Linked DNA regions of Anas platyrhynchos: region 1 is linked to region 2. Evidence: chromatin contacts called from public Hi-C data. All regions are on one chromosome and are shown on one strand. The core of a region is the stretch at or near the end of the contact, and the rest is flanking DNA. Distances in the headings are between cores, read along the strand shown. Region 1 overlaps RASGEF1A (RasGEF domain family member 1A). Region 2 overlaps MBL (mannose-binding lectin).

The links. Hi-C and Micro-C count contacts between places; a contact is called where the count stands out from the background.
Region 1: a Hi-C map of skeletal muscle shows a contact between it and region 2, with 4 times the contacts expected there. The contact joins two enhancer-like sites. A contact is called at or near these places in 2 of 8 Hi-C or Micro-C datasets (liver and skeletal muscle).

Annotation. Positions count from the first base shown.
Region 1 is chr6:15,188,404-15,194,214 of IASCAAS_PekinDuck_T2T, reverse strand. RASGEF1A (RasGEF domain family member 1A) reads right to left here. Exons shown (of 13, transcript XM_027460021.3): 5 at 5,788-5,811; 6 at 5,418-5,492; 7 at 5,110-5,202; 8 at 3,364-3,466; 9 at 2,989-3,068; 10 at 2,157-2,348; 11 at 572-695; 12 at 259-331. Among named protein-coding and RNA genes, the nearest start is that of MBL, 18 kb to the right of the region's middle. Within about 2 kb of position 3,239, at least 1 of the 8 cell types and tissues checked has an H3K27ac peak or open chromatin away from gene starts, as enhancers often do.
Region 2 is chr6:15,145,178-15,150,696 of IASCAAS_PekinDuck_T2T, reverse strand. The region is part of intron 1 of MBL (mannose-binding lectin); the gene reads left to right. All of the region lies in intron 1 of RASGEF1A (RasGEF domain family member 1A), which reads right to left. Among named protein-coding and RNA genes, the nearest start is that of MBL, 25 kb to the left of the region's middle. Within about 2 kb of position 3,321, at least 2 of the 8 cell types and tissues checked have an H3K27ac peak or open chromatin away from gene starts, as enhancers often do.

The DNA.
Region 1 (5,811 bases), core at 1,990-4,489, 44 kb before region 2:
TGCAGTGGCTGCAAAAGCTGTATTCAGAATCCTACTGCATTTTTTTTCAGATTTGAATTCTGAAGGGGAAAAAAAAATTACACGTAGGTCAAAATGGTGCTATTTGTTGGGTTTGCAAACAGGAGGGAAGAAGCTGCCAGCTTTGTATCTGTGTGCTCAGGGCTCAGAGAAGACTGAGTTGAGTGTACAAAAGTACTTATGTAGCAATCATGCCTGTGTATGTCTGCAAAAGCCCCACGTGCTAAAGAAGCTTCATACCTGAGTGTTTTCCAGCTGTCTTTTTCCATGTGGTTTTCTGGACCTTCACTTTCAAAGGATGCAATAAACAGAGCTAGTAAATACAATAAGGACAATCAGATAAATGGGTTCTGTAACTGAAAAAAATACACATATCTGCTATATAGCAGGTGCAACTTAAGCCTTAATTAATGAGGTCTATTCTCCTCAGGAGCCAACATGGAAGTGGTAATACATGCTTACCAATTTTTTTTTGCATGCTAATCTGTTCAGCTGTATGGTCTATGCACTTTGAGTAGGAAGACTCGCTATAACATTCAATAAAGGATTTTACCTTCTTCGCTGTAAATGGGTGCTGTGAGTAGATAACTCTGGATCTTCTTGTCCTTTTCAAAAGGACACTCAACCTGCTTCCATGTCAAGAAATCATGAATCTGTCTTGAAATTTCCCAGAATTTCTGCGTGAGGTAATGGAAAGAATGTTTTACACTTATTTTTCTTTCAAATACTAATTATTCTGTATAATTTCAGGGCCTCTCAGTCTTGTTCTCATTCACGCTTCTACTCTGAGTATCCCTTCTTTCATCATCTTCGTTGTTAGCCTTTCAACTTTCATATTTAGGAACCCAGCGTAAAGGAGGAATTTCTTTGACCTTTATGCAGCTCTGAAAGTTTTGGACTTTTTCCCCCTCCAAATGTGACACATGACACCAAAGAATGTACTGTTGTAGGTGCTGCCCCTTCCCCATTCCCTTTCATATATCTTGAGATGGCCAAATGTTTCCATCTCTTGCTGCAAATAAGGTATGCTTGGTGATGTGAAAAACCTTTCATGTTTACAGACTCTGCGAGATTATTACTCTTCCACTATTTTTTACTCTGTAGCAACATGTATTGTCACTTTAGGATTAGCTTTGAATTCTAAAATGTCTCTGAATAACAATCTTTGAATAAACGAATCTTTACAACATAAATGTACATCACCTTATAAAAAAAAATAGGGCATGAATTCCCTTTTGTTCACCTACTACGAGTCAAGCATGCATTTCTTCAGAGAGTACAAACTCCCTCAAAGACCTGCTAAATACCATTAGCTGGTTGTGTGTGGTGTTCGTAGCTAGCTAACCTGATGAGAGCAACCCTGAAGATTTGCTATTACAATTTGATCAGGTAGAATGGCTTGCTGCCACAGAAAGGCTTACTTTCTCCCCCATACACACACATTTCCTCCAGTCCTTTTTGAACATAAGACAGGAGCAGGGCTGAGGAGTAACAAATCTCTGCCATCACTGCTGGTACATGAAAATTCTAGTACTTGATTTCAAGTTCTTACTAAATCTTCAAGTTTGTGAGAAAGGGACATTTCTTCAAAGAAATTTCTTTCCAGTGGGCTAATATAAGACTATTTCATTTTTTACTTAAGTAACTTTAAAGCATGGGTTATGGCTTCGGAAATTCTTATTTTCTTCCCCGTCCTTTCACACGTCAGTTTTTGTTACACATTAGTGTTATTATACCCAGTTCTGCTTATGTGTATTTTATGGTTTGCAGTCCATTTGTCTTACTTCACATAAAACGTACGAATTAATCTCTATTTCAGTATACTTTTAAAGCAATCTTTTAACTAAAGGTGGTTACATTCCAGCAGTTTTATGGACTCTCTTCTGTATGTGCAGTTGTGTGTGGATCTGCCATATATATAACATACGTGGCAATTGCAAGCCCTATCTTTCACAGAAACGTGGTATTGAGACATTAAAATTGCTTCCCCTAGATAATGATATCACTTTGTCTAGATTGCAGCAATGCTGAAGAATCTAAGGGACTCAGCAATATAACAAGTTAAAGTTTAAAAGTGACAAATGTTTGAAATGTACAATGTTTAACTAGCATTACAGTTCCAACAAATTAAGTCCTACCTTGAAGTTTATCTGTCCATTGGGTAAGCGGTTCGTATGTATTTTGTGCAGAAAGTAGATATCTTTAATAAACAGATTGAAAACTGGGATGACTATTTTCTCTCGATTGCTGTTGGCAGTCTGAGATCGCTGTGCTGCTCCTTGCAGGGCTGTGCGGTAATTACAAAAGTTGCTGGAAGGATCCATGTGGTGCTGTTTTTATGGGGAAAGAAGGCAGTTGTGTAATTAACATTTTTTGCGTTTAAAAAGTGTGTATCTTATCAGAGAGCATATAATATTTTGAATATCTGCGCACGGTTTTAAGCTGTCAAGATAGTCCTTTATACTGATCAGGTTAAATCAGAGTTTCTCTAATTCCTATGTTGCCTGAAAGGATGGTTCTGCACTGGCTTGACATCTATGCTTTCTTTCAATGGCTAATGGGAGGTTGAAAGGAAATAATAAATGACTACTGGGGGAAGAAAAACAATTCCTGCTTGCTCTCACCAGTCTTTGATTTCAGTTGAGTTTTGTTTTGATTCAGTTGGCCACTAGATGGAGTACTCTAATCAGTTTTATGGTTAGTAAAAAGGCATTGACTTGCACGAAGGGTGAAAGTACTGTGATTGTAATAAAGACATGGAATGAAGAAACAACCTACAGAAAACCTGCATTAGATCTTCTTCTCAGGCAAGAAGGGATTTTGAAATCTGGGAAATGCTCTGCCTAATGTTTATATTACTGTTGACCACTGACAGAGGTGTCTGTGATCTCTGACATTGATTCTTTCCAACATCTGCTGTGGAATTACTATTTGGTGTATTTCTAAACAAAGTCTGAACTTTATACATACCTCTAAAACATCAAATTTGGCTGTTTTGACCTTTGACCAAGTTTTCTTTAGCCGCGCCACAGGACTCAAGTTCATGCCAGCTGTATATATAGAGAGAGGAGACCAAAACGGAAACAACTGAGCTGAAAAAATACAGGGCTAATGCAACTCTGTGCTTGTATGTCAGTACCACACTTATGCTTTGGAAGGCAGTTCAGCTTGACAGCCACAAGTGGTAGCTAATGCTGCCCACCCACACACTGATCTGTCACTGGAACACGCTGCTGTTGTAGAAGCGCTGATGTGGTCAGCCAACTTCAGGCAAGTATGAGCACAGTCTTGCCAGTCAGGTTGTGAAATGAAGTGCCTTCTGTCATCTGTATTGAGAATACTCACAGATAATAGCCATCATTGAGTTGAAGTTTCCGATATTGAAGCACTCTCTTGCCACATCAATGAAGAATTCCACCATTCTTGTACGCTGCTTTTTCTTGACAACCTGAAAAAAAAAATGTTAATAGGGAAGGGGTGGCCTGAAATTTGAATAGGATGTTCAGGTAAAGGCATTATTATAAAATGATTGAAGAGACATTTCAAGATGTTATCCAGTCAAGCAATCTGATGATGAAAGGCTAGGCATATTTTGTTAAGATCTGTTTTTTAACAGAAAAGTAGTATTTGGGGCTGCTATCAGTTATCTGCCCAGTTGTGGGAGAGTGTAACTTCTTGTTTATACATGAAGTTCAGTGTCATAAGGAACTTGTATGATCAAGTCAGACGCTTTCAAGCAACTTCCTGTTACTGGAAAAAGGAGAAAACAAGAAGCGGCTATCAGAAAAATACAGGGGGAAAAAAACAACACCAAGGAGAGGGGGAGAAGAATGAAGGGACTTGAGAGCAGGGCATGTAACCTGGATGTGAGGAAAGACTAATTGCCATGTCCTGATTTCTCACATTATGCTTTGAACACTCTTAAATGAAGTGTTGAGAGCAGGTAGGTATACCTGGATATACATTATCTTCATCCATGCAAACATGTGAGGGATCTAGCAGTGATACTGGGCATCTGCTTTGCAGATTTTCTTTTATAATTAGTGAAGCAAAACTAATATATAGTATCGTCTCCGAACTTTGTTTCAAAAATCCATCAGTTTTATTTATTTTTGCCTAGATTAGTCATTCATTCCCATGTTTTGCATCTAGAAGTTTTGTCTGGGTTATACAAAATGGGTTCTGAGTGGTGACTGAAGACTACTTCACCAGGGATCTCTCAGAAGAAAATGGCTTGGTAGTCAATGAGTTAGCTTAGCTCTCATTATGCTAAAACCTTTTGCTTGGTTGTTTTAATAAAGGTATTAGTTACATCAGCCAGATCTAGAAGAAGAGGACTTAGTATGTTTTGTAATAAGTTCTGTGAAGCAGGAAATCTTAAGATGTTAGGGTTGATAAAGGAGACAGCATGAAGCTGCTGCGGGCATCTGGGTTTCCCTCATGGGGTTGCCAAATGTGTGGGAATAAAGAGGATATGTACTATTTGATACAATTGGTACCTATTACTAGCAATCTCAAAAGACAGTTTATATGTACAAGAAGGGTTTCTGGGGCAGTATCTTCCATTTCATTGCTAGTTGTATGACAAAAGTCACTTTTAGCCTCTACTAAGGCTGTTCTTCTTCTTTTTGTTTTTAACCTTTCTCCTTCTATACTTCTGAAGAGCGAGTTTATTCCTCATTTCTTTTTTTTTCTGCTATAACAAAACTGTACATATGGCTGTAGTAATGATCTCTAAGTACAGTGGAAGGAGAGCAGTTTATCAGTAACTCTGTGCTTCGGTAGTGAGTACCTGAACGCTTTATGGATGTATTTTAGAGAAAAACAACTCCCAACTGAAATGCCACACAACTTCCATTTCATGGCATGACTAATGTTACTATGGAAGCTACACAAAACCAGAGAATACATGCAAAGCCAAATGTAGCTGTGAACTCTTAATCACATAAGCACACAAATAATTTAATGCTTGAATAATGCAATTATCTTCAATTGGACTGCTCATGTTTAAATCTGTTAGACCACTGCCTGCCATTTGTCCTTAAGGACAGGATTATTTTGCTATATTATCTTCTACCAGTAAGTACCCACCCTACAAATCTCTGTAGCCACCAGCATGCTGAGACAATTGAACCAGTTGTCATAGGCCTCCAAATTGTAGGTTTTGGTAACATCGCCTCGGCACTGCAAGAGAAAAGGCCACATATTGATCCTATCCTGTATTATGATAAAGACAACACACCAAAGGATAAACTTCCAGTCATGTCTTGATTGAAATCTTAATGGGTATTTCTCAAGGCATGAGCCTCACAAAGATCAGAAAGTGGCAGCCTTTTTTGCACAGCGTATACTCAAATCCTAATTACTGTTTCTTTTCCCCTCTGTACCCCTTCCCGTACCTTGTGATTATCTAGGGAGTCCATGTGGCTAACAATCTGCATCAGATCCTCGGGGTAAATGTTGCTCACCCGTTCCTGTGTTCAGAGAGATGAGAGATTGTCACTGTACAGGCAGACAGGGAGATCAGTTAAAAATGCATCAATAAATCCAAAGCTGTGAGATTGTTTTGGTAACTTTCATCTCCTTAAGCTTTCTTTACTGATAAGTATGAAACATTTCTACAGAGTGTACCTTATTGTTTTTGTTCGTCATTTGGCATTTTCGGATTAGAACACTGGAGGCTTTCAGTGAAGCCTATAGCAAAATTCATACTGATGAGAATATTTAGTAAATGGAAGATGAAATAATTCACACAAATCGATGTCTCACCAGTTCAATATGGGTTAGTTGCTG
Region 2 (5,519 bases), core at 2,072-4,571:
GGGGCAGGAATTTCTGTTTGTCCCACTGCTTGTATCATTGCTGCTAGAATCTCTCTGGCTTTGGTTTGGCTTGGTGTGATTTTAGAGCAACATTTCCCAGATGTTTCAATTTGATTATCTTTAGGGGGAACACATAAAATTCCTACACATGTATCTGGCAATTAGTTGCAGTGTTTCCCATGGAAATCTGGCAGCTAGGAACCAACACTCTAGAACTGAGCTTGTTGGGATTTTTTTTTTCTTCAAAATGAATTTTCAGTTGACCACTCGTTGTACTTAATTTTTGCCCAGTAATATCCGCAGTATTCCAAGTACTTTTCAGAAGCTCAGTTAACTCATACAGAAACAATACTAGATGTACTTTGATGGAAACCTGAATGGGTTTCCTACATGGTATCGTATCTTTGCTAAATAAAATAACAACGAAGAGTGAATTCTCTGTATACACATATGTCCACAGTTTGAATTATTGCAAGAAGAGGCAAAGCAGAAAACAGCAAAAGGAATTTTCTATAGAGGTGATGCTAGTTGGTAGTTAATGAAGATGGCATGCTATTGGCTTTGTTGTTGTTGTTTGTGTTGGATTTTGTATAGAGATATAGAAATAAGTATGTAGAAATAAGGAAAATGGGGAAACTGTGAAATTGTCATAGGAAATGAGGAAGAAGGTCCAAAGGTGATTGCTGAAGAGGATGGCATAATTTATGGAATTGGATGGAATTACTGAAGTGTAAGACTGCCCAGTATGACTTCTGAACAAAATAAATCTCTAACTAGAAATTAGCCTATGCTAGTGCTTTCACATATGAAAGAAACTTTTACATAAAAATCATAAGAAGTAAAATAATACTTACTTTGCATTTCTTTACAGCAGCATTGCACAGTGGTTCTGCCATCCAGCCTTTCCCAGTGAGTGGACTTCCAGCTATTTCACTCTATGATTTTTGTCATGTGTCTTGCCTCCTTCCCCTTAAAATGAGGGGTGCAATGGATTACTATTCAGAACAGACTGTTATTTTAAACTGAAAATGCATTATAGAATCAGAATAAGATCTGATGTGTAGCTTTAAAGAGGTGAGGTTCATAAGAAGGAGGAAATAGCACAAATTCTGGTACAGCAAAAAAAGCAGAATTTTAGATACTAGGTGTGAGGTGAAGAGAAATAGGAAATGAATTGGGAGCATGTTTGGGGTAAAACAAATGCCTCCCACTGTCCCTGGAAAAAAAAAAACACCACCACCACCAAAACACACTAGTCTTGTAATAGTCCTTGAAAAACATTATCTAGAATAATATCAATAATATTTACATTGTTAAATTGGTTATAAAAGTATGTGCTGAAAAGCGTTTAACAAAAGCTGTGGAATTTAGAATTCTGTTCCTTAGCACAGTTATGGTGTTAGAAGAATTATAAATCTTTCTTCTTGAGAAGTACTATGGCAGCACAAAGGGAAGTGACAGCACAATCATATCTCATCAGAATGATGGATAAATCATTAACTATATATATTTTTAATATCTGCTAAACTGTCTTCAATGTGACATAAAAATAAAGATACAAAGAAACTGGCAACCATTCTCTTGGCACCTAAGATAAAATGTACTGAAGAGAATCCAAATTTGAGTACACAATATACAGAGATAATTTGCCACAGGCCAATTTTGTAACAGAATCCCATAGGCTTTTAGCAGGACTTAAGTTTTCTTGAACTTGAAGTTGTGATTCTGAGTTGGGTGCTGTTGTTTGTGGCTTTTTATTTTATTTTTTTTTCCTCAAAATGAAATTAAAATAGCTTAGCTTTAAGAAAGTCATGATGAAAGGGGTGAAAAAAGCTCAATTTACTTCTGTGTCAGAGTAATCTCAGCTTTTTTGCCTTGTTTTTAGGGATAACCTTTTCTTTTGTTCTCTCCTGATCCAAATAACTGACAGGTACTGAATTGCTGTGGCTGAAAAATTAAAATTTCCCTTCTTAAGGAAGCACAGCTAGGAAAATGTGTTTTAAAGTCATTTATTTTTAAAGTAGGGCACAAACTGGTTGTGCCTATAGCTGCAACCACTGGAAAGGGAGATTGAGGCCGCTGTCAGACAATCCCTGCTGTGCCTACAATGTGCCTGTTGTACGCGTGGTCCTTACTGGTACTGAGTGCGCATTTGCTTATATTAATATAAGGGTTTAATGCTGTGGTAGTGACTTGGCAGCCATAAGAAACTAGGGACAAAATCTTCATACGCTTGCACCTTCAAGCCTGAATGTTTCACAGTGGTTCGATGTCACCGGTTAATTTTGCTTTCAGGTAGTACTTGTTTGACCTCCTTTACTTCAAACCAACTTTTGCAAAACTTCTAGGGCTCCTGTGGTCTCAATTTTGGCAATTTTAATCTAAAGTAACTCTCTGTTTTCGAAACAAAATATTATTTCTTTGATTGTCATTATCCAAACATAAGGAAATACAGGAAGTAAGCAAGTAATTAGAAAAATGCAATTTTGAGTTGGACGTAATATATTGTTCTGTTACTATTATATGATGCAAGGCTTCTCCTTGTTAAAAAGATCAATACAAAAATGCTTCTCCAATTCCATGCTAACAGCTCCAGATTTTGCCTGAAATTGAAGTGAAAATGTTGTTTTGATCGCAGTACTTAAAAATAAAATAAAACAAAAATCAATGAATAGCTATGTTCCTGGTTTGGAAGAGCTCCTCTAAGGACTTTGGGGACAAGGATGACTCCATACAGGTAACTGAGAGCTCTGCTGGCAGGCCTCTTTAAGCCCTGCTGCAGAAGCTGTCAAAACCTAATACAGTAAGAGCACACGTTTGTATTTAGGTTGCAATATTAGTAAACACAGTTTCTGGGAAACCAGCTATGTTTGTGCAGTTTCCTTTTCAAGATTTCTTGTTCAGTAAAGCCTGCAGTGCCATAATGCCACATGTACGGACTTCCCAAGGAAGGGCAGCTCTTGCTTTTCCTTCATACTTATGAGGATACAAAAAGCCTAGAGAAGGACCTATTGCCTGAGAATCAGAGAAAATCTCATAACACCATAGCTTAAATGGGATCCACGTGAAGTTCCTGACCTTCAGCACTAGCGAGATGTGACCTGCTGTAGTTGCTGAGTTATGAACTGTGTGCGTGTGTGGCTGTGATCCACGCTTGCTCTGTCTTTCCTTACCCTACTTCTCACAACCACATCTCACCCCTAAAAACACTGGATGGGCTCGGTTTTGAAGGAAGCTGGATTGCCCATATAGGGTTAAGCCAGGCTGTGGCTTCAAAAAACGCAGGCAGCCAGCTTCCCTTTTTGTAAAGAGAGCAATTTCCTGCCAGCCCCATACTGCAGTACAGCCCTGCGCAGAGCATGGAAACCCCCATCCCCCTCAGTGCTATGTAGTGGAACCTACAGCAAGTGTAAAAACACAACAAACGGTGTGTCTATTTTTGGAGAAGTGGGAAACTGCTGTGGGAGTGAAAATTTCTCTTTTTTTTTTTCTTCGTCATCCTCCCACTTACTTGAATATAGTTGTTTGGGGGAAAGGACCAAAAAAAAAAAAAAGAAAAAAAAAAAAAAAAGAGAAGCTAATAAAGCCCCAAAGAAATTGCTGAATTTTGGGGGATGTTTTTGAAGAACTGAAGATCATACTTGGTATTAGACAACAGCGATGTCTCTTATGCTCCATCTTCCTTCCTGAGATATTATGATGGCAAGATAAAAAAATAATTTCCCAAATACAGTTTTTAAATGAACTAGTGCTGTTTATTGCTGAGAGTAGACAGTTGTGATTTTTCCTAATATAAAAGACCCATATATGTTGCAGGTTTAAAATTAGAAGAGCTTTACTTCCCAAGAAAGCCGCTAGTCGTTGCACATGTTTGAACAAAAGAGGTGCCTTATGGAGGCAGGTTGTGATTAATGTGTCAAGTTGTGATCACAGAGATAGCCTTTGTTTGTCATTGGAGGTGACTGCCTTTGGGAGGAGACACTTCTTTTTCCCTCTGTTCTCATGTGCGAAGGTCGGCTCCAAGTGCTTGGCGGCAGAGTCCCTGTCTGAGCATCACTCTTGCAGTTTGGTTTTGATGGAGTGTTATCTTTAAGCAGTGTCAAGGCCACAACAACATAAGAATATAGATTTCATTTCACTCCTTTGTACCTGCATAGTGTCTGTATTTTGATTTATAGTTCGTTATGCTGATAAAAGTTGTCTTGGTGTCACCTCATGCTCAGTACCCGTTTGTTATTGTCACTCAGTACCATTGACTCTGCTGTTAGCAAAATGGAAAGAAGGTAAAGCTTTACAAAGGGATGGGGAATCCACAGAGCTTAACAGTTTTGTGATCCATAATATCTGAGGGCGATGAGTAGCTGGCTAGCAAAAGATACATAGTTTGATGTGTAGGAAGCTGTCATCGTGTGGGTTCTTGGAAAGTCCACCATCAGGTTGAAGGACAGAGTGGTCACAGTTGGCTGGCTGCTACTGCGGAAGCCAGTGATCCTTCAGAGTCTACAGCCTCCTCTGTGATGGAGTTGCTGTGTTTGTAATGGGTATGTGCTATTGCACAAACGAGAGCTGAACCTGTTTTCTGACTGTCAGATGCCCATGGCACCAGCACCAGCAATGGGAGTGGTGGCAGGAGCAGAGCAGCAGAGCACCTGTGGACAGGAGCATGCCCTGCTGGTGGCTGCTGCTGTGTACAGCTGCCAGCAGCTGCAAGGAGCCCAAGGGAAAGTCTGAGCATGTGTGGTTCAAAAAGGTCCAGATACATATAGGCCTGTACCTAGAGCAGGAGAATTTTATTGTGGCTGGGCTGAACTGTGCCACTCCTTGTACACATGGGGCTTGTTTCACAGCAGCCTGCCTACAGGAGCACGGTCTGATACGGGGTGGGCAGCAACACAGCCTGCAGAAAGTGGTGGCTGCTCTGTTCTTCTACTGCTCCACCATTGCTGTAAAATACAGCTGCCAGGACTGCAGGAACAGTGCTTTTACTTCGCATTACTTGATGTTGAAACTTGTATCTTATTTTGAAAGCCAGCTTGGGAGAGTTAAAAGTGAAAGAGAACAGTCATGCTTTTTCAATATGCAGGAATTTTAGTATCTTCTATTTCAAATGATTAATTTAGTAGAGAAGATTTTGAGGAATGTTTGTCATCTCCTCTGAACTATTTCTTGTACATGATGAATAAAACTGTTCCCTTTCAGTTTTATTTAAAGTAGGAAAGAGGAAGCACTCTAAAAAAGGCCCAGAATATCATCACTTGATGTCTGATTTGTGGCTTTCCAAAGATTATCTTTGATTACCCAATGTAACTTCTTGTTTCAGAGAGAGTTTTGGTGAGAAAGAGAAATTTTGAGCTTGAAACCAGCATCTGTGTTTGAAAGAAAGCCTCTTTGTTACTTCTGATAACCACGATAATGGGATCTAAACTAAGGTTGGCTGTGTTTGTAATAAGTACAGAACATACACTAAGGCACGTAAGCACACTGACAGTTTATATATATATACTGGTACTATAAACCTG